Linked DNA regions of Pan troglodytes: region 1 is linked to region 2. A link is a contact called in public HiChIP or PLAC-seq data. All regions are on one chromosome and are shown on one strand. Each heading gives the region's core, a stretch centred on a gene start, on an enhancer-like site or on the middle of the called end of the contact. The rest is flanking DNA. Distances are from core to core; before and after follow the strand shown.

Region 1 (6,520 bases), core at 2,208-4,707, 240 kb after region 2:
AATAAATACAAGTCTGTTTTTTAAAAAGCAATTGCAAGAATAAGATATATTTAAATAATCTGTTGACTATTATTGAGGGACTACCTTAACTTTCTATTTTCCTAATAGTTACTCAATAATCCTATTAACATCTATCCATTAACTGTTCAAAATACTAAAAATAATTCTCTCCTGAAATATATAATTAAAAACTTACAATGGCTACAGATTTCTTTTTCCCCAAAGATAAGAGGAAAACTCAGTGTATTATATTTACAATTAAGATATACCATCAGAATTAAATTCATCTTACCCATTAATGTTGCTAAAAGACACAAGGAGTACATTTCTTTTTCAGCTTGCTCCTGAAGTTCCTTAGATGACAGTTTACCAGTAACAGCAATATCTTCTTGTTTCACAGTGTGGGCTGAGTGTGCTGCAGCAGACTGACCACCTTCAGCTTTACTTTTTAGAATTTCTATTGTAATTCTGTCGCCATGCTGTAAAGGAACTGGTTCCTTTTCCATTCCTGCCTGTGGTGGCATTAACTCTTTAGGAGGAAACCCGTATCGAATACACTGTAAATATGGAGGAATGTTGAATTCTCTGGCTATACTTTCCTGAAGTTCAAAAAAGGTTGTTGAAGACTTAAGGGTAACCATGGACTGTCGTCCATCATTAGTTGTGATTCGGATCTTCTTCTCCTTAGAAGTTGTCGGTGAATAGGGAGCCTTGGTAGGTGTAGCAGGTGCAGAGGATGGACCATCACGAATGGTACTGGGAGAAACAGTCCTGGGTTGCCCTTTTTGTTCTTGTTTTAACTTCTCTGTTTTCCGTTTCTGCATTACAGAAGCCTGTTCCGTAATATTCTGTTGAATAGTTCTTTCCGTTTTACTCATGTTTAACTCCTCCTTGTGCAAAGTTTTTGTTTTCTGTCCAGTAAGAATAATTTTAGTTGGGAGCTGAGACTCTGATTCTTGTCCTTGAACATCTCCAACTCTTTGGGCGTGAGCACCATCTATATTTACAGGAGTATAATCATCGGGATTCTTTTTGGCAGTCTGATGCAATATAGTGTGGACAACTTTCTGAACTAGGATTTCACTCCCAAATTCACCTGGAAAATGCTTGGTAACAAGTTTCATTGCAACATCGTAAACATTACTATTCAAAGATGAATCACTTTCATACTGGAACCAATATACTGTTTCTCTGACCACTCTTCCACCCCATTCTAAAGTAATAGGGAAAGCTTCTGGTAGATTGTCATACTCCTTACCATCCCAAAAGTGTTTGAATCCACAACCACATTTGCCACCAGTGGACCTAGAATTAGTTCTGTCTCCATCCAAATACACAATAGACCCATCTCCTCTGACCTTTCGCACAGATGTGCCATGGCACCAATTACAAGCTGTTAGGTTACTCATTCCATAGTCTGGTACCAGAACATCTTTCACTGAATCATATGAGCAAACCAAATTGTTCAAGGGAAAGCTATAATTTTTGTCAGTCCTCAGCTGTCCATGAGTACTTTTTGCCAGGTTATACAATTTCCCTCCAGGAGCCAACCACTCTGGAGGAACATGAAGTTCAGAAAGGGCACCACAGAGCAAACATTTGTGAAGGCGATTATCCATTACTGCTTTTTTAGCAGCTGCTGTGACTTCCTCAGGCTGAACTCCTATCACTCCAGTCCTTCTGTAGAAATACTGATGGACATCAGCAACCAAACTAGGATGGATACCATGTTTGTCCATAAAGACTTCTTCCATAGCAGCAACAAGCCTAAGTAAGTATTTATCTTGCAAACTTCTGTCACCTCCAATAACACAACCACCATCCTCTTCAAGTTTTATGTACTTTTTAATAAGGTCCTGAGGCACACCCCATGCTTTAGGAAGCAAATTCATAGGCAGTTTGGGCAAAGCAGCCCCTTTTATGCCTACCAAGGGGATATAATGGTTTCTACCGGAGCTGCTCCATGCAATACAGATTGGTTTGTTCAAATGACCATCTTTCCCAGTGCACTTCTCTGCAGGGATGAGCCCAGGTAGAAAGGTGGCTGAATAATCACCAGAGCTTCTCATGCCACTGAGGGAATCTAACAGAATAATAGGACGATGTAGCACATTGGCAAGACCAAATATGTGGATATTCCTCAGGCCCAAGGGAACACCCTCAGGTGGTACAAACAGAGGGTCACACTCATTGATAATGTCCTCCCACTCAGCAGCATCAATGAAGTCATGGAACAGAGCTTGATATCGGGCCAGGTGCTGCTGAAAGTGCTGTTTAAGATTCTCTCTTAAGGCATGCCAGAAGAGCTCTCGGCCTACTAGAGCCCGAGACACAGCATGCACCAAGCAGTGTCCATCCCCGTCCACATGCACTGGAATGAGACATTCCTGGCTTTTATTGGCCCGCTTAATGTCCTCCAGAGTGTCATGCAAATACAGGAGGCTTCCGGAGCGGTCCTTGCCATAGCCCACAGTGTTAACATGCTCTGGTTCTATGAGGAAGGCGCGGTCACCCAGTAAGGCGCAATCGAACAGTTCGCCCTGGTTCATGTCGCGGAGAAGCTTGGCCCGGCCTGTCTGTTTGTCCATTCCATAGCGAGCTAATATGGGCGACAACAATTTGCAGTGATAGTTGGAAAGGCCCATCACCTTTACCAGTTCCGTGTTCTTCTTGGGTGCCCCCGTAACCCCGAGCAGCGCGTTCCGCAGCAGGTTGTGTAGCACTACGTCCGGGTCGGTCACCTCCTCAACCCCCAGCAGCTGTTGCTGCTCGTGCCGCTGGCCGCACTCGGTACACTCGATGCTGACAGAACCGGAGGCCGGGAAAAACAGACGCGCCTGGCACTTCGGATCCGGGCAGCTCCCGGAAAGGATTCTCCGGTCTCTCCGCTTCAAAAGCCCCCCCGAAGCAGCCGCCGACGCCGACGCCAAGGACGACGGAGTCTGTGGAACCTCAGGGGGAGGAGGTGGCGGCGGCAACGGAGGCGGCGGCGGCGGCGGCTGAGACATAGCTCCTGGCTCTCGTGTCTCGCTCCGCGTCCCAGGCGACCCTCAAAAGCTCATAGCCCAGACCCCCACCAACCCAACTCGGTCCAGTCCAGGCCCAGGGCGAAGCACTTTCCTTTCCCTACCAGCTCTTCCTCCTCCTAAGCGAAGGCGGAAGCGCCGGACGTTGTTTCTCTTCTTACTTCTCCACTGCCGTAGCCGTTGCCCCGAACGTAACGGCCACCACCCCACCCCGCACTCACACTCACTCACTCTCGCTCTCTCTCCCTCAGACACAGACATACACGCCCTCATTGAGTGTGCGCAGGCGCAGCTTCCGCTCTGCCCTCTGGGAATTAGAGTCTTCCAGCCTCTGTGCTGGCCATCAAGCCCTAGGATCTTGAGTCCAGAAGGAACTACAAGTACCGTGAGGCCAAGCGGTTCAGCGCTAGAGGAGAGGAGGAAGAGGACGGCAACAGGAAAAGGGGCGAAAGAAAGATGGTGACTCGCGTTGCCTGCCGGTAGTTGTAGTTTTACTGGGCTCTCCTTCGTCGTCTTCCCCACTCTGCAGCCCAAGGCAAAGAGTCTGAGAGACCACATTTCCTAGGATGCCGTGCGGTGCGTCCAGCTGCACTTCCTCCTTAGGCGGAGGGGAAGATTCAGGGAAGCTTGGTTAAAAACAGTTATGGCAGTGGGAGTCGAAGCGAGGGTCTGAAGTTCACGACTACTAGAAGGGGAGGGGAGTGGAAAGGCTCTCAGTGAAAAAGGTACAGTAAATAAATGTCCAGGGATATTGGGGGTTGGGAAGTTGAATAAATGGTCTAATCTAGGCTGGAGGCCATAAGGGGGAAAATAGTTGATTCTCGGAAGCTCTGCCTTCTCCCCCTCTCTAGTGCGACTCACTGAGGCGCCATTTGATTTTTCGTTTCCTGCATGTTTTGGCAGTTTACAGTGCAAATAACGGTACCTTGGATGTCTGTAGTTTTGTGTGCATATACAAATTCTCTTAACTAGGTTTAATTTCATTTGCTCTTTACCACCCTACCCCCCAGAGAATAATAAGAGCCATCATTTGTTAAGTTCTTAATATGTGTCTGGACAGCATTTGCATAACACGATATCATTTGATCTTTAAAAATAACCTTCTTAGGAAACAGGCCCAGAAAGGAAATGACTTGCTAAAGTTCACGCAGCTGATAAGTGACTGGATGGACATTCAGATCTCAATCTGTCTTCTTTTTACAGATAAGGACATAGGCAGGAAAGGTTAGGCCTGTATTACATAGAATAGTAACTAGCATTTGCTTACTATTGCCTTATAGTTTACATATTTAATAATATGTTCACATGTATCATCTCATCCTCACACCAGTCCTGTAATACCTTTACCAGGTGGTGTTGACTTCATTTACAATCAGGGAAACTGAGACTAAAAGGAATTAAGTGACTTGCCCAAGGTCAAGTCACCAGTTATGCTGGATCCCAATCTCAAACCTTGAGAGTGATTTTTACGCTGCTGCTTACCAAAAAATCCCGGCTGGGCGCAGTGGCTCACGCCTGTAGTCCCAGCACTTTGGGAGGCTGAGGCGGATGGATCACGAAGTCAGGAGATCGAGACCATCCTGGCTAACATGGTGAAACCCCGTCTCTACTAAAAATACAAAAAAATTAGCCGGGCGTGGTGGCGGGCGCCTGTAGTCCCAGCTACTTGGGAAGCTGAGGCAGGAGAATGGCGTGAACCCGGGAGGCGGAGCTTGCAGTGAGCCGAGATCGCGCCACTGCACTCCAGCCTGGGCGACAGAGCAAGACTCCGTCTCAAAAAAAAAAAAAAAAAAAAAAACCCAAAATCTTAGGCTCAAATCTTTTGCTAGGCCTTAGAGTCTCCTCTTAGTGATGAAGGGATGTTTACTGTTAAGGAGGCAACAGCTTTATTCTTCTTTCACTTGTGTAGGAAACTGCTTCTTCATACAGAACGATATTCATATGTTAATTGAAAGCTAGTATTATTTTTGTACATTCATCCCCTTTCACTTATTCCGGAAATTCTTGCTTTCTGGAAGTTTAGTATCACCTTAGGTAAGTGGACTACCTCAAAATTTCTGAAACATTTGGCACCAACTAGAAACATTAGTGAAGTCCATGAGATCAGTTGAGTCTTCTGTAGCTGCCCAGGAAACCGCCTGATTAGGTTTTGTGTGTGTGTGTGTGTGTGTGTGTGTGTGTGTGTGTGTGTGTGTGTGTGTATGTGTATGTATGTAGAACTTGATGCTTTGAAATGAACCATCTGCAAAATAGAGGCCCATAAAGGGTATTAGTTTTGATGTGCACCTAATTGTTACAATTTTCTTGAAAATAAATATTTGAAAGAGAAATCCTCCATAATGGACCTTAATTACAAGAGAAGTGATTTTTCCTATCTTGGGATATTTTTCTTTCTTTCTTTCTTTCTTTTTTTTTTTTTTTTTTTGAGACAAGAGTTTCACTCTCGTTGCCCAGGCTGGAGTGCAATGGCGTCATCTTGGCCCACCCCAACCTCCGCCTCCCGGGTTCAAACCATTCTCTTGCCTCAGCCTGCCGAGTAGCTGGGATTACAGGCATGAGCCACCACGCCCAGCTAATTTTGTATTTTTAGTAGAGACGGGGTTTCTCCATGTTGGTCAGGCAGGTCTTGAACTCCTGACCTCAGGTGATCCGCCCGCCTCGGCTTCCCAAAGTGCTGGGATTACAGGCGCAAGCTACCGTGCCCGGCCGGAGGGGGTATTTTTCAATAAAGTTTTTCTCAGAGAATTCATGCAAGAAAAGTTGTTTATTCTAACAAGTTTGGTGGTAACTACACAGATTGGTTTTGGCACTGATTTTTTATTAACAGTCGAATGCTTTATAAGTAGAGAAATTGGGTATCTCCTTTAAGTGGAGATTATTTTATGCTGTGACTAAAATGTTACACCTGCAGTGAAACTTTTTCTCATACAGAATCCAAATAATTGAATTAAAGCTTTGTAGCACATGAGATGACAACAGTCTGCAATTCTAACACTGTCAGGTACTTTTATATCTTAACAACACCAGGCCAAATTTTTCTTATTGATGATACATATACATAGTGAAGTAGATTTTTAAAATTGTATTTGAATATGTCATTCTGAACCATACTATGACAAAATAATCACTTCCCACCCCACTGAAGAATGAGAAGCCTTTTTCTGGCTTGTCTAGATCATTTAATAAGTTTGTAGATGCACTCAAAGTTCAGAAAGAAAGCTAACATAAAGGGGCAATGAAATTAACCATGCCAAGTTTAATATGTGAATTAATTATTTATTACTAGCACTTAGAAGGCATGGATACCTACAAAGAAAAAAAAATTGTTAGGTCAAAAATAGGACATACTGTTTCTTATAAGACCGGAGGAGTGTAGAAAGCCTCTCCTGCTTGTGCAAGATCTGCAGGCTTCCTTCCTCTTTTCCTCCCAAATTCCATGATCTTGCCTAATGAAGATTAACTTAACTACCTAATTAACTTTCACAGGATTTTTG
Region 2 (7,386 bases), core at 4,708-7,207:
TACCACTTTGAAAGGCCAAGGTAGGTGGATCACTTGAGCTCAGGAGTTTGAGACCAGCCTGGGTTACATGGCAAAACCTGGCTCTACAAAAAATACACACACACACATGCACACAAACAGCCAGGTGTAGTGGCACGTGCCTGTAGTCCCAGCTACTTAGGGGGCTGAAGCAGGAGGTCCACTTGAACCCAGGAGGTTGAGGCTGCAGTGAGCCAAGATCGTGCCACTGCACTCCGGCCTGGGTGACAAAGTGAGACCCTGTCTAAAAAAAAAAAAAAAAAAACTGAACATAAAACAGAGTTCAATTAAGAGCTGACCTGTATGATCCAGATCATACCATTTAACACTTGTCAACCTATGCTCTTTTTTTCCCAATTCAGAAGATTGACAGAGAAGCTAACTCCTACATAACTGGTACTTCCTATTAAAGGTCCAATGACGTTACATTATATAGTCAATTTCTTTTTACCTTTCTTCCCCAGTATTCCATAAGGTCTCAGTTATCTTTGCACCTAGTGTCTGGCACATGGTAGCCATTCAATTAAATGTTTGTCAAGTGAATGAATGAATGAGAAACCAAGCCAAGCCCATAGCAGTCATATCAATACACTCAACTCTCTCCTATGGCAAATCCCAAAGGTTTAAGGCTCAAGGCAGTTAGCTAATATGGTCTTTGACCTAGCCTTGGCTACATGGGATGACTGATGTTAAAGCCTTGATGCTGAATGTTAAAGTAGGTTCAAGGGAAAAAAAAAAAAACAGCAAATTCTAAAATGCTTCTGGATGAGAAAGGCTAGCACAATGCTGAAACTAAACTGAGTCTATTTGCTAATTGCTATTAAGTTAATTTCATTGGTTAATTCTCCAGCATAACCCCCTCTAGGATAAACCTGGCCCCCAGTGAAAGGAAGATAAACCCTGTAAACCACGCAATCAACAGTGCCTCTGATACTCAAATGTACATCCTAGTCACCTACAGATCTTATTAAAATAAAGGTTCTGATAAATTACATCTAGAGTGAGGCCTGACGTTCTGCATTTCCAACAAGCTCCCAGGGGATATTATGCTGCTGGTATGCAGACCACACTTTAATGAGTATCAAGAGCTTGGACGACATTGCAGAGAATAGATCTACAGACTTAAAACCAGAGTTAAGATATCTCTTGTTCTTATATTCCCTAACTGCATAACTTTAGATAAGTCATTTCACCTCTCTGAGCCCTCCTTGTTTCATCTGTGAAAATAATATAGTTAATACAATAATTAATAACATAGTTAATACTAATAGCTAACACATACTGAGTTCTTACCATGTAGCAGAAACTAATGTTTTATGTTTGTCAATTTATAAATAAGGCTTAGATCAAACATTCTCTCCAAGTAATGGTGACCTGATACCTGATTGCAGGCCGTTTGACTCATACTTAACACCATGTAGCACTTACCTCCCAGAGCCTATGAAAATGAAATAATAATCGGTATTTGGCTAATTTGTACTGAGTACTCATACGCTCCAGGCCCTCGTTTAACCCTCCCTTGGACGATATTAACTCATTTATCTTATAACCACCCTAGGAAGTATTATTATCATTATCTCGCAGGCCTTAAAATGTCCTCAACAAGTAAAATTGCTGAAGGAACAACAGTGGCACAGTCAGGATTGGAACCCAGGCAGTGTAACTGCAGAGCATGGCTTAGTTTCAGCATTGTACTAGATTAATTGAACTAGACTAGGTTCTGTAACTGCAGAATCCCGGAGCTCCAAGTCAGCTAGCTCACTAGGGTCGGTGCACACCCGCGCCCACTCGGGGTGGCTTCATTGCCAGTGACTCCCAAAACAAAACGAATCTTCTACAATTAGCTCTATGTGTATCTTTGGGATGTCATCTTTCTCGGGCCACAACTAGGAACCCTGAAAGCCGATTATGACTCCAGTGAAACTATTTGGCCCTAAGAAGGGTGATTGTCTAAACATCTTCACAACGGATTTACACTGAAATTGTAACACGCACTTGATTGGAACCCCACACCACAGGCAGTCCCAGGAATTTGTACCCGCCCCGGTCCCGGACCGCGCCCCTGGACAAACCCTCCGGCCCGCCCCTCCGGATTGAGCCCCAAGACTGTCCCCGGACCACCATCCTAAGACCACTCCCTGAACTGCCCCCCGCCCAAGACCGCCCCCCGGGACCGCCCTCTCTAGACCGCCTGCGAGACTGTCCCCGGACCGCCCCCTGGACCGCCCCCTAGGCGGCCCCCCGAGCTGTCCCTGGACCGCCCTCTAGACCGCCTCCCGCCCCGCTGCATCCTGGGAATCGTAGTCCCAATCCTGCTCTGGAACTAGCCGTGCGGCCTGCTCGGGCCAGCTCCGCCTCTATCTGGCGCCAGCCTAAAGGTCCCGCTTCTAATCCCATCATCTCTCCATACCGCCCTCTGCCGGCCTTTCCTCTGGTCGCCCGGATTGCGAGCCGCTTCCGGGCGCTCCGGAAGCGAACCTTTCTTTTCCGGATTGGGCATCCCGGCATCTGCACGTGGTTATGCTGCCGGAGTTTGGGCCGCCACTGTAGGAAAAGTAACTTCAGCTGCAGCCCCAAAGCGAGTGAGCCGAGCCGGAGCCATGGAGGGCCAGAGCGTGGAGGAGCTGCTCGCAAAGGCAGAGCAGGACGAGGCAGAGAAGTTGCAACGCATCACGGTGCACAAGGAGCTGGAGCTGCAGTTTGACCTGGGCAACCTGCTGGCGTCGGACCGGAACCCCCCGACCCGGCTGCGGTGCGCCGGACCCACGCCGGAGGCCGAGCTACGGGCCCTGGCGCGGGACAACACGCAACTGCTCATCAACCAGCTGTGGCAGCTGCCCACGGAGCGCGTGGAAGAGGCGATAGTGGCGCGGCTGCCGGAGCCCACCACACGCCTGCCGCGAGAGAAGCCTCTGCCCCGACCGCGGCCACTTACACGCTGGCAGCAGTTCGCGCGCCTCAAGGGCATCCGTCCCAAGAAGAAGACCAACCTGGTGTGGGACGAGGTGAGTAGCCAGTGGCGGCGGCGCTGGGGCTACCAGCGCGCCCGGGACGACACCAAAGAATGGCTGATTGAGGTGCCCGGCAATGCCGACCCCTTGGAGGACCAGTTCGCCAAGCGGATTCAGGCCAAGAAGGAACGGGTGGCCAAGAACGAGCTGAACCGGCTGCGTAACCTGGCCCGCGCGCACAAGATGCAGCTGCCCAGCGCGGCCGGCTTGCACCCTACCGGACACCAGAGTAAGGAGGAGCTGGGCCGCGCCATGCAAGTGGCCAAGGTCTCCACCGCCTCTGTGGGGCGCTATCAGGAGCGCCTCCCCAAGGAGAAGGCGCCCCGGGGCTCCGGCAAGAAAAGGAAGTTTCAACCCCTTTTCGGGGACTTTGCAGCCGAGAAAAAGAACCAGTTGGAGCTGCTTCGTGTCATGAACAGCAAGAAGCCTCAGCTGGATGTGACGAGGGCCACCAATAAGCAGATGAGGGAGGAGGACCAGGAGGAGGCCGCCAAGAGGAGGAAAATGAGCCAGAAGGGCAAGAGAAAGGGAGGCCGGCAGGGGCCTGGGGGCAAGAGGAAAGGGGGCCCGCCCAGCCAGGGAGGGAAGAGGAAAGGGGGCTTGGGAGGCAAAATGAATTCTGGGCCGCCCGGCTTGGGTGGCAAGAGAAAAGGAGGACAGCGCCCAGGAGGAAAGAGGAGGAAGTAATAGTTTCTAACTGTCGGACCCGTCTGTAAACCAAGGACTATGAATACTAAATGTTAAGTTCTAGGCAATTGTACGGGGACTCAGAAAGACCTGGCCGCTGCCTTCATTGAGTTTAAAGGGGCAGGATTGCCCTTCCCTCAAGAAAGTATGTAAGTGTTGGACTGCACAAATTAATGTTTTTCCCACAACCGAGACTTTGGAGATTAAGAACTTATTTGAGGATTTAAGAATTAGGGAAATAATTTGGTGGAAACCGGGAATGAGTTCTATTCTTAAACAGCCTTTTTTTTTTCTTTTTAATGTTGGATATACGGTGAGGTAGAGTTGGCCATATTTCAGAGACTTAGATTGACGTATATGTTTCTGCATTATTTTTACAACAAGTTTGTGTATCAGAGCGGGAGTGCGGGGGAGGGAAAGAAAACAGTTTCAGAATTGAATAGGCAAGTGACTGTTTTAAAGATTAAGTAAGAAAGATGTCTTATCTAGTGTGACTTTTAACTTTCTGACTACTGGGTAGAAATTGTACTTGAAGCCAGTTACCTGGATACCTGGTACAGATTATTTTTGTTTACTTTCTGAAAAACACAAAGCAGGCCGTGCGCAGTGGCTCACTCCTGTATAGTCCCAGTACTTTGGGAGGCCGGGGCGGGCGGATCACCTGAGGTCAGGAGTTCGCGACCAGCCTGGCCAACACAGTGAAACCCCATCTCTACTAAAAATAAAAAAATTAGCCAGACATGGTGGCTGGTACCTGTAGTCCCAGCTACTTGGGAGGCTGAGGCAGGAGTATCGTTTGAACCTGGGATGCGGAGGTTGCAGTGAGCCCAGATCATGCCACTGCACTCCACTCCAGCCTGGGCAACAGAGGAAGGGTCCATCTCAAAAAAAAAAAAAAAAAAAAAAAAAGTTCAATTATAATGGTTTCAGTGATACAACTTTTAAACTTATACTTCTTTTGGTATCAAATATAATATTCAAAGTAGTAAAACTGATGTCTGTTTTTTAAAAATATTTTATGCCTTTCAACACTGAACACATGGATTTCCTGTAAATGATCAATTTGGGCTTCTTTGACTAATGGTAATAATCCTCATTAATCCAGAAAACACTTAAATCTTTCTCTACGTTTATATCCCCAGTTGTTTGTGTGTGTGTGTTTGTTTTTAAGCTTGACGTCAGGTATAGTTTTGTTTGGGGAAGAAAGAAACAGACCCATAAGATCCTTAATTAGGACATTATTATCTTTTTTTAAGTTCCAGAGTAGATGTGCAGGATGTGCACGTTTGTTACATAGGTAAACGTGTGCTATGGTGGCTTGCTGCACCTATCAACCCATCACCTGAGTATTAAGTCCCTCTGCCCCCTTCTATCCCCTGCCCCCAGGCCCCAATGTGTGTTGTTCCCCTCCCTGTGTACATGTGTTCTCATAGAACATTATTATTTTTTGATTCATTTGTCAAGTTGGCCTGAGCTGGTTTGATTAGGAGGTGAAATGTTTATATAGCTGTCCTTGGTCTTCCTGTCCATCAATCTTTTCCAGTTTGATCTCAGTAAATTCATTTCTGTAAAAATATTTCCCATAAAGGATTCAGATTTCATAATAACAGATTACTAAAAATGCAAATGTTTAGTTGTTACTGTCTTTGGATACTTTCTGATAAAGTTGAGCTTTATATTAATCAGCTTTTCCACTGGGACATGGCAGATATGGCACAGCCAAGCCCTCCCGGAGCATAGTCTGATCATGGCAAGTTTTAACTATTGATGTATGAGTTTTAACTATTGATTTTGCTTTCATCAAAAGCAAAGCCATTCACACAGTATTTAACAAAAACCCTCGGGCTCTGCTAGGTTCTTGTTTACTGTTAAAACAGTTTAAAGGCAGGGTCTTGATCACTTAAAATACTCTTAGAAGGGAAAGTAACATTTTAAAGGATTAACAGTGGGAAAAGAATATCCCTGTTCCTCTTCCTTCCCCCAAGTCCTCAACATGTGAAAATAGAGTTGATAAGTAAAGAGATTTAAGGCAGGACCCGGGGCCTACGGAGCAGTTTCCTTCTACGGCAATTTCAAGGGTGGATGGTGCGAGCGCCGCTGGGGCAGCTGGGGTTCTGGTTCTTACTCCGTGGGAAAATGGCCCTGAGCCCGACTGGGTTGAGGCTTAGACAGGTGACCCCGCGGAGCGGGTGGGCCGGCGCGGCCGAGGGGCGGGAGGCGGGCAGCCTCCGTGATTGGCCGGCGGAGGGGGCGGTGTAGGGACCCGAGGAGGGAAGAGGACTCCAAGCGCCATGGCCGCTGCTGCCCGGGCCCGGGTCGCGTACTTGCTGAGGCAACTGCAACGCGCAGCGTGAGTGCGGGGCCGGCGGGCGGGCAGGGGACCGCAGGATGCCCACGCAGCCCCCTGGGTGTGACCCGCTCGGATCCTGCGCAGTGTTCTCCGCTTACTTTCAAGAATTCGGAGAATTTGGATACCGCCCTGAGCTCCCACCGCGCGCCAGGCGGAACAGCGAGGTCACAGAGTGCGCGATGCAGCCTCGCAGGGCGCAGTGAGGCAGCCTTTACTCTGCTTGTCTACCGTTAAGGAAACTGAGGCCCAGAGAGGACCTGGTCCCACATCGTAGCAGGCAGTGGAGAGCTTGGCACGGTGGCCAAGACAAATTCATGTATGCAATTGACACATATTTATTGGGCATATATTATGTGCCAAAAACTATTCTAGGTTCTGGGGATACAAAGATGAAAGGCTCTGGAGCAGTTTGAGGTCTAGTGGGGAATGGGATGAGGGGACGAGGCTAAAACCGGCTATAGCAGACTGGGTGTAGAAGGGAAGGATGGATGTGAGAAGTCGCAGAGTCACACTTCCTGGCATGTACAGGGAGTCAGGGTATTCAATGTCATGACACGCCTGCCTCCCAGCAGAAATGTGAGGTACATCCTGGTCACCTGATAAATACTTGCTGACTGTGCAAGTGCACAAGTCTGCTTGGGAAACGTGGAAAAGTTTGAGCTCACAGGTGCAGATCAGTAGGAGGAAAGGCGAGGGACTGGAGAGGAACGTCAGGCAGAGAGAAGAGCAACACCAGCGATGGAGATGCAGTCCCAGGACACAAAAGACAAGTAGACCTACCTTTATAAGAGGAGGTAAAGATGGAGAAGACGGCTGATAAAAGACCATGAATAAGAATATAGCTAATACCATGAGCCCGGCAGTGTCTTACACACTTTGAATGGACTATCAGTATACTAGTAACTCTAATCCTTTCACTGACCCTATGACACACGGTATTGTCATCCTCATAGATACGGAAATAAAGGCATGGAGAAGAATTTGTCCAGTGTCACACAGCTAAGCAAATGGCACAGTCATAATTTGAACCCAGATACTCTGGCTTCACAGTCCTTGTTCTCAGGCCTGTAGTAAGGAATTTGAATTGTGTGCTGTAGATAATGGAAAGCCATTGAATAATATTTCTCACCATTAAACACTGATACCTTAAAATGTCCCAGGACAAAAGAATTACATGGCCAAATAAGTTTGAGAAGCTCCTTACTGCTGTATTGCCCTCTTGGAGAATCAAAATATACATTAGACGTGCAGGGCTCCAAGAAGCTACAAAAAATACTAAAGCTGTGTTCAAATTTTTGGTTGTAAACCTGTGTCATCATA

What was found. HiChIP or PLAC-seq counts read pairs in DNA pulled down with a chosen protein or histone mark.
Region 1: a contact with region 2 is called in an H3K4me3 HiChIP or PLAC-seq map of stem cell-derived excitatory neurons, with 2.4 times the contacts expected there. The contact joins the promoter of C8H8orf44 here to the promoter of ADHFE1 in region 2. A contact is called at or near these places in 1 of 7 Hi-C or Micro-C datasets (stem cell-derived neural progenitor cells) and 1 of 1 datasets of contacts at active chromatin or transcription factors (stem cell-derived excitatory neurons).

The regions. Positions count from the first base shown.
Region 1 is chr7:75,317,172-75,323,691 of NHGRI_mPanTro3-v2.0_pri, forward strand. It overlaps C8H8orf44 (chromosome 8 C8orf44 homolog), which reads left to right and starts at 3,458. Exons shown (of 4, transcript XM_063816358.1): 1 at 3,458-3,751. VCPIP1 (valosin containing protein interacting protein 1) reads right to left here and starts at 3,275. Exons shown (of 3, transcript XM_001161197.6): 1 at 293-3,275. The coding sequence starts at 3,008.
Region 2 is chr7:75,076,702-75,084,087 of NHGRI_mPanTro3-v2.0_pri, forward strand. ADHFE1 (alcohol dehydrogenase iron containing 1) reads left to right here and starts at 5,958. Exons shown (of 13, transcript XR_010159258.1): 1 at 5,958-6,066. It overlaps RRS1 (ribosome biogenesis regulator 1 homolog), which reads left to right and starts at 2,325. Exons shown (of 1, transcript XM_016959530.4): 1 at 2,325-4,857. The coding sequence starts at 2,619. The coding sequence ends at 3,716.